Linked DNA regions of Mus musculus: all the other regions are linked to region 3. Evidence: chromatin contacts called from public HiChIP or PLAC-seq data. All regions are on one chromosome and are shown on one strand. Each heading gives the region's core, a stretch centred on a gene start, on an enhancer-like site or on the middle of the called end of the contact. The rest is flanking DNA. Distances are from core to core; before and after follow the strand shown. Region 1 holds the start of Hsh2d (hematopoietic SH2 domain containing). Region 2 holds the start of Smim7 (small integral membrane protein 7). Region 3 has its middle 15 kb from the start of Klf2.

What was found. HiChIP or PLAC-seq counts read pairs in DNA pulled down with a chosen protein or histone mark.
Region 1: an H3K27ac HiChIP or PLAC-seq map of embryonic stem cells shows a contact between it and region 3, with 12 read pairs. The contact joins the promoter of Hsh2d here to the enhancer-like site in region 3. A contact is called at or near these places in 6 of 39 promoter capture datasets (3T3-L1-derived adipocytes, the C10 cell line, cranial neural crest and 3 more), 1 of 484 Hi-C or Micro-C datasets (nephron progenitors), 2 of 115 datasets of contacts at active chromatin or transcription factors (CD8 T cells and embryonic stem cells) and 3 of 9 other capture datasets (adipose tissue, liver and pancreatic islet).
Region 2: an H3K4me3 HiChIP or PLAC-seq map of embryonic stem cells shows a contact between it and region 3, with 7 times the contacts expected there. The contact joins the promoter of Smim7 here to the enhancer-like site in region 3. A contact is called at or near these places in 1 of 39 promoter capture datasets (neural stem cells), 2 of 484 Hi-C or Micro-C datasets (CD8 T cells and nephron progenitors), 9 of 115 datasets of contacts at active chromatin or transcription factors (CD8 T cells, bone marrow-derived macrophages, craniofacial prominence and 3 more) and 1 of 9 other capture datasets (pancreatic islet).

What each region holds. Positions count from the first base shown.
Region 1 is chr8:72,188,249-72,191,072 of GRCm38.p6, forward strand. Hsh2d (hematopoietic SH2 domain containing) reads left to right here and starts at 1,420. Exons shown (of 6, transcript NM_197944.1): 1 at 1,420-1,439.
Region 2 is chr8:72,569,481-72,572,637 of GRCm38.p6, forward strand. It overlaps Smim7 (small integral membrane protein 7), which reads right to left and starts at 1,568. Exons shown (of 5, transcript NM_172396.3): 1 at 1,524-1,568; 2 at 1,394-1,435; 3 at 486-538. The coding sequence starts at 1,549. Tmem38a (transmembrane protein 38A) reads left to right here and starts at 2,343. Exons shown (of 6, transcript NM_144534.2): 1 at 2,343-2,747. The coding sequence starts at 2,624.
Region 3 is chr8:72,332,789-72,335,988 of GRCm38.p6, forward strand. No RefSeq gene overlaps it. Among named protein-coding and RNA genes, the nearest start is that of Klf2, 15 kb to the left of the region's middle. Within about 2 kb of position 1,298, at least 16 of the 459 cell types and tissues checked have an H3K27ac peak or open chromatin away from gene starts, as enhancers often do. A contact at or near this core is called in embryonic stem cells, where this site is marked.

The DNA.
Region 1 (2,824 bases), core at 170-2,669, 140 kb before region 3:
GAGGAGCAGGGGTCAGAGAGGCACCAACTCTATCCTAGAAAGTGTTCATTCCAAAGACCCAGGATAGGTGGAAATGCACTGGGTGCAGAGGCAAGACGGAAATGCACTGGGTGCAGAGGCAAGAAGGGGTGGGCCAGGAAGCTTACAGCCAAGTCAGCTATGCCTGTTAGGTACAGGGACACATCACCCAGGACCCAGAGTGTGCACATACATTGTAGTTCATTTTAAAATCAGAAGAAAAATCAGGCATGGACTGGGTCTGCAGCTCAGTTGGCAGGGTACTCACATATGGTGAAAGAACTCCTGGGTCCCATCCCAGTATCGCAGAAAATACAGACACCTCTATGATCCCAGCACCCAGGAGATAGAGACAGGAAGAGCAGAGATGCAACATCATCCTCAGTGTTCTGTGGATTCCAGGCCAGCCAGGATGCTGTGAGATCCTGTTTTAGAAAAATAAAAAACAGAAGGGAGAAAAAAACCAGAATAAGATAGATGGACTCTATGGTTTACTCCAGTTTGTTTTGTTTGTTTGTTTGTTTGCTTGCTTGCTTGCTTTCTTGCTTTGGTTTAGTTTGGATATTGAGTTTGAATGTCCCTATGTTAGCCCAGGCTAGCCTGGAACCCCAAATCCTCCTGCCTCAGGCTACTGAGTACTGCAACTACAGACCCAAGCCATCTTGCTTTGATGTTGGCCTAGAGGGCAACATGACTGTAGAATGATATTTCAAATGAGTTTTGCAAAGGAAGGTATGATAGGTGTTGTGTGTGCAGCAAGTCTGTCCTTTCATGTCTCCTTCATGTCTGGGGCATATGCAGTTCCCTGTCCTGTATATGCATACTGTTCCTGTATCCTGTCCCCCCCAAGCAGCCTCTCCTACTTGTTGCCTTTCACTCTCTGATTGCCATATGCCCATTTCCTGACCTATGACTACTTCAAGGTTGCTGTTAAGAGGCTGGGAATCTAGCTCAGTAGGTAGAGTGCTTGTAGCTCAGTAGGTAAAGTGATTGTAGCTCACTTAGCAAGCATGAAGCCCTGGGTTCCATCCCCAGCAATGCATAATCTTGGCATGATGGTAAACCCTGAGGTCGAGGCAAGAGTCTACTTCAGCACCCCAATTGGGGTGCATAAAGCTGTATCTCAAGGGGGAAAAAAACTAGAAGAATACCAATATTGGGAAGCAGGGCGGCAGCTGTCTCAGCGATTCCATAGAGTTGGTAGAGAGTAAGTACTGAGCAAGGCTTGGCAAGAACAACTCCAGCCTCAGACTCAAGCCTTGAGAGTTATTCTGGTCCCACCCTGTTCACCTGCTGGAGGAAACAGGAACTGACTGAGGCTCCTGGCCCTGCCCCTCTGACGTGTGGACCCTGAACCGAAACTTAAACTCCAGCTCAAGCCAGCTCAAGAGCCCTTCGGAACACAACCCAAGCTGTCCAAGGTATGCATCCTACATCCTGCACCCTGCATCCAGAATCCTGGCATCCCTGCATCCCAACATGCCCCAGCTTCAGAGGCTCTGGGACTTCAGCACTGGGTGTAGTGGTGCTAGAAGATGAGAGAAGGGTTTACCAGAGGAGGAAAGCATTGCAAGGGCTAAACTCTGGCATGGCTCTCCACACAAGTCATTGCAGCGCTTTGGAGGCCGAGGCAGGCTGTACACGTTTGAGGCTGGTTTCAGCTAGCTACATGGTGAGACCTGATTCATAGAAACCAAGTGTTCCAAGAAAACCACGAGGGGAAGGCAGAGAGAGGTAAAGCCCCTCCGGCCCCACGGGGTTTTACTGGAGCTGCCAGAGAAAGGAAGGAATTTAACTGAGAAGCTCCGGGAGAGGGTGGGACTGTGGCCAGGGTTTTGTTTGAGCAGGGGAGGCAGGGAAGCTGGCTGGAGGAAGGGACATTTGTATTGAGTCTTGAAAGACTTGTAGGAGTGTTCTGAAGTAGAAAGAGAATAAACATTGAGACCTTTCTGTGTAGCATGTAGCTGGGTTCAGCTGTACTTTAGAGACACGTGTATCTGCTTCATGATGGTGCTACACTCTGGGAGACATGTTGGTAGGTGATAGCCTGGACAGGATTGTCTGTTGCACTCCTGGAGGCCTAGACTCCAATGTGCTTGAACACGGTCAGAACTAGAGCACTGTGGCAAACATGTGCCTGTCTCTGCCTGTGAAGCACAGTGAATAATGAAATAAAAAGGGGAAGTAAACTGAAGTGGGTGGTGCACTCCAGAGGCAGAGGCAGAGGCAGGGGGATCTCTGAGTTCAAGGCCAGCCTGGTCTATAGAGCAAGTTCCCCGGACAGCCAGGGCTTTACAAAGAAAACCCGTCTTGAAAAAAAACAAAGACAAAAAAAAAAAAAAAAAAAAAGAAGAGAAAGGAGGCAGTGGGAGACCCTCCTAGGGACGTTGTCTAGTCACACTCGGCAAGGCAGCCAACCTTCATTCAAAGACTGTTTCAATCCATACAGTGAAGAGTAAGTGAGGAAGAGCCAGTGTCAGCTGCAGGCCTACACACACAGCTGCACACACACGTGTCTGTACACATGGTCACCCCCCCCATACACATTCAAAATTTTTAAATATTAGAATGAGGCTGGAGAGTCGGCAGTTAAGAGTGTACACTGCTCTTGCAGAGTTGCTGAGTTTAGTTCCCAGTGCCTGCATAAGCTTAATGGCCCCTGTAAATCTGGCTCCAGGGATCCAACGCCCTCTTCTGGCCTCCAGTAGTACCTGCATACACATGGCTATTACACTCACACACATTCTCACACACAGAGAGGCACACACATACACATAAATAAAAATTAAAATCTTTTTTGAAAACA
Region 2 (3,157 bases), core at 318-2,817, 240 kb after region 3:
TCTAATCATATCCACACTTGTCATGGAAAGGACCTCTGCCATGTCACATCAACCCACGCTGGCGGCGGCAGCAGCGGCAGCGGCAGCAGCGGCAGCAGCAGCAGCAGCGGCAGCGGCAGCAGCACCTTCCTGACACCCACTTTCACTATCCCTCCAGAACACCCTCTGAATCGCCCTGGGCTGAGTCCCACAGGGCAGGATCACTTTCTTTACCCACACCCCGACAGAGCAGTCAGCTAAGTGGCTGGCAATATGGTACGCACTCAATAAAGCTGATGAACAGAGCATGGTGGAGTACTCTTGTCATTCAAACACCTAGGAGGCAGAGGCAGAGGCAGAGGGAGCAGGCATTCAAGGCTAGTCATGGCCCTCTAATACCACATCTCAACAATAAAAAGGAAAAAGAGAGGAAAGCGCAGGTTGGTGAGAGAGAACAGGCACCCTGGAATCGACTTAAAGTGTTGAAGGTAGAAAGACATGCTTACCTGTGCTGGGTTCCTTCGATTCTTCCCCAAAGCCTTGTGTGTCCTTCTTTTTCCTATAAAGAACAGCAGATAACTCCAGCTTTCCGTGAAACATAAACACCATCGGATTTCCTGACCCTGACACTCAGCTAGGAAGGGCATGAACTTCAGCTCTGCCCCCGACTTGCAGTGTGACCTGGGGCAGTGATACAACCCTCTGTGAGACACTCTCAACCAGCCTAGTCCATCACAGCTGGGTGTGCAGCCACAGACAGGATAGAGTGGGTCCAAGAGCCAGAAAGGCATTCTTGAGGGATAAGCCTGAGCATGAGGCTCTTTGGAGATGCAAGCAATCCCAGGGTGCAGATTTTTTTTTGTTTGTTTAATATTAATCTGCAAGTAAGAATGAGTGTGCCGGGCCGGGCGTGGTGGCGCACGCCTTTAATCCCAGCACTTGGGAGGCAGAGGCAGGCGGATTTCTGAGTTCGAGGCCAACCTGGTCTACAGAGTGAGTTCCAGGATAGCCAGGGCTACACAGAGAAACCCTGTCTCGAAAAACCAAAAAAAAAAAAAAAAAAAAAAAAAAGAATGAGTGTGCCATCCCGCAGCAGTTGTGTGGAGATCAAAAGGACAATCAACAGGATTTCTACCATGGGGGATCCGGGAATCGGACTCAAGTAGTCAGGCTTGGCAGCAAGCGCCTCTGCCCGCTGAGCCGTTCCCTGGTCTAGAGAGTACAGATTTAAAGATCCTGGAGTGATACAGAACTGTCAGAGCCTGGTGAAGCAGCGCGGAGGCGTGGCTAGAGGTAGGATTAGTGGGGCGTGGAGCATGCACAGGGCGGGACTGGCGGTGACCAAGGGTGTGGGCGGGGACTGGCTGTGGGAGGGCCTGGCTGTCTGGGACACCGCCTGTCGCGGCCTACTCACAGTTTAAAGTTGAGCACAGCCCCGGCGTTCATCAGTAGCGTCCTGCGGAGGGACAGTAACGGTCAGTAAGGGTCACCCCCACCCCTCTGACTGCCACTCTCCGACCTCTAACACCCCTCATTCATATTACCCGAACAGCAGTATGTCTCCGATCATCCTTACACCCAAGGCGTCCGTCAAACCGGAAACGGAAGCCGTGATGAGGGGCGGAAAGTGGAACGAGAACTGACCAATTCTGAATCAGCATTGGTTGGGTTCGACTGAGGATGTAGCATGATGTCACCTACAGGGCGGAGCTTGGGGTGCGCGCGCGCATGCTCAGTGTTACGTGCCACAGCTGGTCCCTGCTGTTGATGCCGCTCGGGGGTTGGTTGGGCTATGGATTCCGGGCTACAGAAATTGCGCCCTTGACCCTTGAGCCGCCCGTGAACGGCTTGGATATGGATATGGGCGCGGCAGATGCCTGAACTCCAAAAGGACTCCACTTGGGTCCCCACGGAGAACTGCGATCCCGGCTCAGAGTGCATAGAGTCAGGATGACCTCCTGCCTGAGTTGTACCTCCCACGGACCTCCCAGGTCTGACTCGAGTAACCCCACGGAGAATGAGAGTCCTGACCGGACAGACTTACAGAACATAAGGCCTGGATTAAGGTCTACAGAGGATGGATCTTAACTTGTGGGGCCTCCTGAAGCGGGAGGGTCCTAACTTAGTGGATCCAGTCTGGGCTGGGGTCCACAAAGAGGAGGGTTCTGACTTGTGGAGCCTTTTAGAGAGACAAAACCAAACAGAACGTGAGGGTTTGGTTGAGGTCCCCTTGTGGGAGGCGGGGTTCTGACTTTGGATCCTCAGGAATGAAACATGATATTCTTGGCTGAGATCTTCCGAGGGCGCGGGTTTTGAGGGAAATAGGGGTCCTGAATTGGTTAGTCCCATGGAAAAGGGACAGGATTCTAACTACGCAGATGTTTAAGGACAAGATTCCCTCTTGTGTGTGCTGGATGCAGGGGACAGATCGCCTTTTTGGCTCTGTTGAACGAGTTCTGACGTCCCTACGGCCCCGCATTTTGGGCTCCCGGCTGCTAGGAGTCCCCCACCACCCCTCCTCTCCCGAGGGGTGGGGGCAGGCGGGGGGCGGTGCCTGGCAGTGGGGCGGGCTCAGTGGCGAGGGAGCATTCGTCGGGCAGCGGGGCGCGGGACGCACGGGGCCGGGGAGGCGCCCTCCATCGCCATGGACCTGATGTCAGCGCTGAGCCTGGGCGAGCTAGCGCTCAGCTTCTCGCGGGTGCCGCTCTTCCCTGTTTTCGACCTCAGCTACTTCATCGTCTCCATCATCTACCTGAAGTATGAGCCAGGTGAGTCGAGGATTGTAGGAGTTACCAGGAGGGAGGTTGCCCCTAGCTTGATGATGGAGACGAAAGGAGGAGACAGGCTAGATCCTGGAGCTGGATGGGGGAGGAGGCAGAGGCTGAGATCGTGGAGTGCTCCCACGCTCGCGCAGGTGGAGGAGCGAACCCTGGGGACAGAGGCGCTGTGGAAAGGAGGCTGCAAATGAGGTGGGAGGGAAGAAAAGGAGCGCTCTTGTTTACGGTTAGGAGGACAGGTGCTGCGGGGTTGGGGTTGAGGGCGGGGGCAACGAAAAGGCCAGAGTCAGGTTAGAGCAAGGATTCCTGAACTTAATCTTGGGCAAGGGGGATTGATGGTGGCGAAGGTTCCAAATCAAGGATCGGACCTGCCTGGGCGAGGGTCAGATGTTCTGGACGTC
Region 3 (3,200 bases), core at 48-2,547:
AGGTGCACTGGGCAGAGGATCCACATGATAGAAGGAAAGAACAACTTCCCACAGGTGTCCTCTGATCCCCACACTCAAGACTAAGGGAAAATGACAGCAGCGAGGTGATGTGAGGCCCAAGGTAGAGCCCCCATCCCCACCCCACCTCCAGCCTGCAGAAGTCAGGACATCCTATCTCAGGACCTAGAACCAGGAAAGGACCCTGCAGCTCTTGCCCATCTGTTGTTGCTTCTGTGGAAGCTGATGTTTATGGCTGAACAATTGCTACAAACTGACTTTCCTGAGGTGGGGTGGTGGTGGGGGGACTCCTATGGTGAGAGCCCTGCTCTCAGGCACACATGTACCAATCATGAGCTGCACCTAGCTGGCAAAATGAGTTTCATATACCCATGGGGTGTAGGCTGTTTCTGCTTTCTTCTTACACTTATTTATCATGTGCATACTTGCATGCACGTGTGGAACTTGGAGGACAACTTGCTGGAGTCTCTCCTTTCTACCATGTGGGTTCGTGGGATCAAACTCAAGACACCAGCCTTAGCAAGCAACCAAGTGCCTTTGCTGGCTGAGCCATGGAGCTCTACCTCCCCTCACTCCCATGCCCCCCTCTTTCTCTCTTCTGTTTGAGCTGGGGTGTCTCAATGCTCACTCTGGCCTCCTGACTTGCTCTACAATTGAGAGTGGACTTGAACTCTGGCTCTCCGGTGGCCTTTCTGCCTTTGCCTTTCCTTCAGTTGTTATTGAAACAATGGTCCAAGAAATTAAAGTTCTCCCAGCAGGGGTGGGGAGGTGGAGGGTTGTGGGGGCTGGAGTCCTGAGGGCAGCTAGAGGAAACTCTCTCTGCAGGAGAGCCGGTTTGTCATGTGACCTGGCAGGAGAGACCCTGAGGGCCGGCTGGGACTGACTCCTAAATTCTGGCCATTTCTTCTCATGTACTTTTATTTGTTCATTCCTTGCTCATTAATTTATGGAGGGGGTCAAGGATAACCTGCTTCCTTCACACTGGTGATGTGAGGCCTGAGATAGAGCTCAGGTCTTTAGGCTTGGTGGCAGGAGTCTAACCTGCTGCACCATCTCCCCAGCCTGGGCTGTTATACAGCAATAAGAGTCTGGGTTACCCACTTCAGCCTCAAACTCCTGGGCTCAAGGGAGTGTCCTGACTAGATGGGACCATACTTCCCCTGCTTCAAAACCTCTAAGCACTTGCTAGATAAAGAAATGGGAAGCTTTGTGCATAGTATAAGCACTGTCCTAGGGCTACAGCTCTGTGGCTGCATCCCAAGCACCAAGCAGGTGACACAACCATGTACTAGGGAAGCAGGGAGGAGGATCCTGAGTTCAAAAGTATCCACAGCTATGGTGAGCTATGGCTACCCTTTGCTACATGACTTTTTTTTTTTCTAAAGTTTAAAGTCATAACCAACATGTTCCTAAAAGTGGTCAAGCCTCGCTTGTCCAGGAAAAAGAGTTTTAAAACATACTTACAAGCACCACTGTCTTGCTTTAAGCTACAGTACTGGATCACAACAAACCAGACTGAACTGGGCTACGACCTTGGGAAGAATCTGCACTTAACCCGGCTAGTGCAGTTGACATGACAAAGACAGGGCCTTCAGTCTTGTGCCTCACACAAAAGAGGCCATGAACAGAAGCCAGGAGGCCAATCAAGCCCAGAATTTTTTTTTATTGTGTTTCTAGTTTGCAAAGAGTGTGACTTTGAAATGCCTAATCTGCATCTTTTCCCTAAAACCAAAAAAACAAACAAAACCAACTCAGAATAACAACAACAACAAAAAAGCTTGTAGAAAGTGGTATAGGGTGTGGCAGCCTGTTCCTCCAGCTTCAGCCTCCGGATTGCCAGGAACTGGGGATTGAAGCCGCCTTTCTTGGTCCCCTATCCCCACAAACCCCACTTTTTTGTTTCTTCCTTCTGCCTTTTTATTGATTGACTGATTTTTTTCTATTAATTAATTTATTTATTCACTTTACATTCTGGTCTCACCACCCACCCACCCACCCACCCCACTCCCAGTCCCACAAATCCCTATGCCCATCACCCCTTCCCTTCTCCTCAGAGATGTGGCCTCCTTGGGTTCCCGCCTGCCTTGGCACATCAAGTTGTAGCAGGACTAAGCACATCTTCTCCCACTGAGGCCTGACCGTCGGTCCAGCTGGGGAGGGGAATCCAAGGCAGGCAACATATTCAGAAGCAGCCCCTGATCCAACTGTTAGGGGCCACATGAAGAAGACCAAGCTGCACATCTGCTACCAATGTGTAAGGGCCTAGGTCCAGCTCATACATTGTTTGATTGGTAGTTCAGTCTCTGTGACCCCCATGGGCCAGGTTAGTTGACTCTGTAGGTCTTCTTGTGCTGGTTGTTGTAGCCCTGGCTGTCTTGGAACTCGCTCTATAGACTAGGCTACCCTTAAACTCAGAGATCTGCCTGCCTCTGCCTCCTGATGCTGAGATTAAAGGCGTGTGCCACCACCTCCATCTACACCCAGAGTAACATAATGTGTTTCGCTGCTTCTTAATATTGCATTTATTTATTTGTTTAATGTGTGTGTGAAAGCTATGGTCATGTGTGGAGGTCAGAGAACAATTTACAGTAGTCAGTCCCTCCTTCTTTCTGGTCCTCAGGCTGGGCTGCAATCACCTTAACCCCTGAGCCATCTCACAGGCCATGTGACTTGTTGTTTATTTATTTAGAGCCAGAGTCTCATTATGCAGCCCAGGCTGCCCTGAGTCTGCTATGTAGACCAGGATGCCTCTATCTCCCATGTGCTGTGATGGGAGGCACGCACCTCCATCCTTGGTTATTCACCTATATTTATTGTTGTGTGAGACAGGCTGGGCTTAAACTCTGTATCCTCTTGCCTCCACCTCCTAAGGCTGAGGGGATCAGTGACAACCACTGCTGTAACTAATGCAGATAGGTCTGAGTGAAATGATTTGAGGTTGTGTTTCTTACATTAAATCTCACCATGCCAGTTAGAGGCAACATTGGAGGCAATGCTCACACCTCTCTCTCAGACAGCAAGTGAAGTTAATCTTGAGTATAAATATGTTTGTTTTTAATGGGGGAGGGGGGTGCTTTTAAAGATAAGGTCTTTCTATGTAGCCCAGGCTGGGCAGAGTCTCCCATGTACCCCAGGCTGGCCTCAAACCTGTACTTTCCTTTCTTCTGCCTCCCAAATGTTTG